Linked DNA regions of Capsicum annuum: region 2 is linked to region 1. A link is a contact called in public Hi-C data. All regions are on one chromosome and are shown on one strand. The core of a region is the stretch at or near the end of the contact, and the rest is flanking DNA. Distances in the headings are between cores, read along the strand shown.

Region 1 (2,700 bases), core at 14-2,513:
GTTGCTATTTTTAAAATTTTCCCTATAAATTTTGACTTTTAAAATTCAATCACTATTTTTTTTACTTTAGGTAACAAAACTACAAAAGTACCCTATTCATTTTATTTTTTTAATCTTATTTCTAAATATATATATTTTAATTAATTTATTTAATTTATGAAATCACTACATAAAATTTAAGCAATTAAATTTACTATTTTAAAATATACTCCCTCTGTTTCATTTTAGTTGACTCTCTTTCTAAAAATATTTGTTTCAATCTAGTTGTTCCTTTGATGAAATCAAGAAGATTTTAATATGTTCTTCCTATAATATCCGTATCATTAAATGACTACACAAATTGTATAACTCAAATTTATATTTTCAAAGTATAATTATAAGGTTAATTTGGTAAAATAGAATCCTAATAAATATTTTTCTTAATGGGTGTGCCAAATCCATGGGGGCCAACTAAAACGAAACGGAGGGAGTAAGTAGTAAAATTAATTAGAAAAATAATTTTCTAGTAAATATTTTTGTAAGAAAATGCTACTCAATTTAAAAAAGAATGATCTATTTTTTTTATAATTTTAATTTCAACTTTCAAATGATATATTTAAAATTATAAATTAAATAATATTTTGTTATTTTTAATATAATTTTAATGTATGATCACAATTTTTTATTTTTTTTTAAATTCTGTATTAAATTGAAATAAGTTATTCTTTCCTTAAGGAGAGGGAGTAAATCAATACAACTAAAGTAAAATAAAATGAAGGGAGTGAAGAATAAGAAGAAGAAAATAAATGAGAACAAATTTTTTTATGGGATGACCAAAATAAAAAGGCGTGGAAAACAATTTGAGAAGTGGAGGGAGGAGTGTTTTTCTGGGGGAAGGAGAAAGGGATAAACAAAAAACAAAAATCCGCTGTTACAATAGCCCATTGGAAAATGGCCCCTGGTTTCTCATTTTTCTACAAATACTATATATATTTAATGTACTTAAGGAGCTCTCAAACCCATTTCCAATGGGCCCCTGGTTTCTCATTTTTCTACAAATACTATATATATTTAATGTACTTAAGGAGCTCTCAAACCCATCGCTATCCACTATTCTCTATTTATATACACCCCTCCTCCCATGGATTTATAAATTTTCATTCCTTTGTTTTTCTTAATTTTTAACCACTCAACAGCTCCTACATGTACAATATATTAGTACAACAGTAAAATTTTGTTGCTCTTTTTTCGTATTTTCTTGAATTAATCAATATTTGGATTAAATGGGGGCTGAGAAAAATGGAAATGATCGAAAAGGTAGTGAAAATGGAGAGATGAAGAATAAGCGCAAACGGAGAAAAGTAGTAGTTTCAAGGGTTCAGAAACTGTATAAAACTTGCAAACTGGTTTTTGCTAATTGCAGACCTGGCGTTGTGCCGTCAATGGAAAATGTTGAACGTGTCAAGGCAGTTTTAGGTATGCTATTATTCTGGTTTCTTTTTCTATACGATCTAATTCTGCAGCTGTTGCATGCTGTCATTTTTTCTTCTCTTTTTTGTCATAACTTGTATAATTTCTACTTTATTGGGAGCATGTGTGTATAATGTTGGGGCAACAATGCTGTTAGCGTTGCAACAAAGTGCGTGTTTTGAGGCACAACTTTAGCAAACGAGGCATGATCTGGCATTCATAAGATTGCTCTGCCATTGTCATTATAAATTCGTTTGCAAAAATAACGGCAACATACCTTGCGTAAGTGTCATTGTGTATAAGTTAGTCTTGTGAGGGTAGATAGATTGTATTTGATAAGCTTTTCGCTTTAGTAAAGCATATCAAAATCTGTATGAGAAGGATTTATAAATTTGTTTGCTAAGTCATGGCATTAGTTTCTTTTCTCATTTCCGTCTATCTTTTGACTTTTGTTTTTTAAACTACTATTTTTGTTGCGGATGCTATGTTTAGTGCATGATTTTGACATATATTTTCCCTCCCTATTGTGGAAATGCGTTACTATAGGAAGTCTTTCTTAAAGGTGTTTGGATAATGCTGCTTCATTTTAATTGCTCCTTTTTTAAAGCTAATTTGTTTAGTATTACTATTTTTCTGGATTACGTGTTGAATTTATCTGCACTTTAGTCCATGAAATTATTGTCTTGTTGGTTAAAAAAGGAGCTAACTTTTTTTTGGAATTAGGAAGTACTAACAGCTACACCGTTCCCTTTATTTCTTTCAATCTTTTTTTTTATCAATACTTTCCTAAAACTTAACGGTGTTTACACCAATTCAACGTATAAATGACATGTGTTTGAGTATACATTTTTACTTTGTTAAATCATTTCGTCATGGTTTAAACATACATTTTTTGCTTAATGGTGATTTGTTAGCATCCATTTTTCAACTTCATTAAACTAATCACTTCATCATGGTATGGATAAATTTGTTTACCTTTTCCTTTGTTTGCTTTTTTTTTTTTCTTTTCTTCTTTATATATATGACACTCGAGTTTCTCCATTTCCTTTGTACAGATAAGATGACTTTAGCTGATGTTGGTTTGAGACGAAATATGCCATATTTCAAGTCAACGGTATCATCAGATAGACCTCCTAAAATAACATACCTGCATCTCCATGAATGTGACAAATTCTCGGTATGTAGCTAAGGTCCACCTTTCCTAAAATTTTCTATATAACTAAAGAATATACGCCCTCCATTCCTAAATAC
Region 2 (2,700 bases), core at 88-2,587, 35 kb before region 1:
TACTACTGTTATCTATCATGAGCCAGGGGTCTATCGAAAACAAACCTCTCTACTTTATTTGAGATAATGATATAGACTACGTACACTTTACTCTCCTCAAATCCTACTTTATAGGAATGCACTTAGGTATGTTATTGTTGTACAAGAGTTTACCCAAACCAGCTACTCCCTCCGTCTCATTTTATGTGTCGTCATTTAACCGGGCACGGAGTTTAAAAAATAAGAAAAGACTTGATAATATTTACCAAATTGTCCTTTATCAAAAAATGTGCTACTATCTTTTTTTAATTAAGTGGACCTAATAAGGGTAAAAATGTAATTATGTTTTTAAATATTTATCAAATAAGGAAACATGATATTCTTTTTGGGACGGACTAAAAAAGAAATGATGACAAATAAAATGAGACAGAGGGCGTATTTAGTTAAACCAGATTTGAATAGGTTAGGATGTTTTGTATTATAAATGTATGAGTTATTAACACACTCCTATTATATATATTTTTATGAACTAATTTTATCAATCTTATTTCCTATATCGATCAATGGTGTCTTCATTTACTTGTACTTGTCAAATTTTGATTTGACACACTCATTAAGAAAATAATTATTAATATGATTATTTTACTATAATATTCCTATTAATTTATTTTTACTATTGTGTCTTGAAATTAGTCAGAAGAATAAACAATTAATACTTATGGTATAATAGGAAAAAAATTATATTTTCTAGATATATCAAAAATAATGACAAATAAAAATAAAAATATAATTAGAAAATAAGTAATAAATAAAAGCTAACTAAGAGAGTATTTAAAAGATGATTTCACTAATTATATATGTATTACATACGTCATAGGTGATTTAACAGAAGAAAATTGTTGCAATTAATGATTAATATATTTGCAATTGTTGATCCGTGCATGTAAATGCACGCTATCTATTGCATGTTTTTCCAACACTATGGAACGATGTCAACAATATTACTCATCTTCTTTAGTTTCTTCTTCGTTGGTCATACTTTGTTCGTATAGTTGCCACGTATTGTTTTTTGAGAGTCAATTTAACTAACTTTTAAAATTAAATTAAGTTAGAATAATTTGATATTTTAAAATTAAAATTTTAAATATTCAAAATTATATAAAAAATATTATAAATTACAAATTTTCATATATCTATATGATAAATAAAATGTATCTTAAAATATTAATCAAAATTTATAATCGTAAATTATGAGAAGTATTTTGAAATGGAAGTAGTTTGATTACTCCCAACTTTTTGTCAATTCAGCCAAAGAATAGTTAAAACAAGAGTTGGACAAGGAGTGACGTATTCTCCCGATTCAGAAAAAGAATTATACAACATGTTGAACATCTGGATCGACGTGTCTAATTTTGACCATCACTTTACATATTGATTTTTAATTTTTGTAATTATAAAATGCAATACATATTTTTAGAATTACGTGAAAAATCTTGTAAATCTAGTCTTTATAGTAGTTATGAAGGGAGTACTAACTACTGCATACGTAAATAGTTGAGAGATTCTTACCTTGCATTATACACTGCATCCTCAATTAAATAAGTTAATTAGTCTAATTATATTATTTAGGGAAAACAATAAAAGTTAATTAGTTTTAATCCATCTGTATAGACGTAGGTGATGATACTAGAGCTGTATGCCTACCAATTTACTTTAATCCATCTATCTATCTATATGTGTGTGTATTTTTTCGTATTCTGTCTTTTCAAATATTACGTATCCTTCTTATGCAAAGTCAAGCATGCGTTAATTACATTTTGGCCTCCAAATTCACCTCACATCACGAATTGTGCGTCATGGAGAATATTTTGGTTCAGACATATACTCTAGTATTCCATTCGTTCCTTTTTGTTGCCGTGTTTTATTTTTCACGAGTTAATTTAACTAATTTTTAAAGCTTAAGTAGATCAAATTAACTTGATATATTAAAAGAATACAAAAAATTTACAAGAAGTACTAAAATTATAATTTTTCGCATGTCAATATGATGAAAAATTATATTTTAAGATGTTGATCAAAATTGATATCATTTGATTCTTAAAAAAGAAAAATATGACAATTAAATTTTTAAGGATAAATAATTTAGTATTTCTATAGTTGGAACTTGTAACCAACTCTGAGTAAAGGATAAATAGTTTCAATCATTTCACCACGGATAAATAAGTTCAAGCATTTCACCACATCCCTAGGTAATAATTATTAACTATAGTGGTAACCAAGATTTTTTCTTTTACTTTCTAGTTTAAACTTTAAAATGTTAATTCGAAGCATCATCAGGCAAAATTGCAGATTTCATAATTATTGCTGCTTCTTCTTGTTTACCTAATTGTAATCAACTCAACTCATGAATCATAATTAGAGAAAGTCGTGGAAATTAGTACCATTTCAAGTCATTAGACTTAAATTATTGGGACTAATTAATAGTGTCACCAATATGGATTACGATATTCTGTTCAGATTTTGCTTTAACTTTGGCATGGAATAGTAGCACATTGCACGTGATTATTTACCGAGTTACAAAACTTAATTAGACTATGTTACAGCTTGTTTGGATATTATTGTTACCTATTGTATTATATTGTCATTTCAAATAAAATGTTCGTTTTGATTTATACTTAAATTTTATTATATCAAGTCTTTAAATTCATCACTAGATAATAA

Evidence for each region. Hi-C and Micro-C count contacts between places; a contact is called where the count stands out from the background.
Region 2: a contact with region 1 is called in a Hi-C map of pericarp, with 2.6 times the contacts expected there. The contact joins the enhancer-like site here to the promoter of LOC107858786 in region 1. A contact is called at or near these places in 2 of 5 Hi-C or Micro-C datasets (pericarp and placenta).

What each region holds. Positions count from the first base shown.
Region 1 is chr2:98,072,537-98,075,236 of UCD10Xv1.1, reverse strand. LOC107858786 (plant cysteine oxidase 2) reads left to right here and starts at 1,263. Exons shown (of 5, transcript NM_001324755.1): 1 at 1,263-1,455; 2 at 2,505-2,626. The coding sequence starts at 1,263.
Region 2 is chr2:98,107,473-98,110,172 of UCD10Xv1.1, reverse strand. No RefSeq gene overlaps it. Among protein-coding and RNA genes, the nearest start is that of LOC124895938, 32 kb to the right of the region's middle. Within about 2 kb of position 1,337, at least 1 of the 5 cell types and tissues checked has an H3K27ac peak or open chromatin away from gene starts, as enhancers often do. A contact at or near this core is called in pericarp, where this site is marked.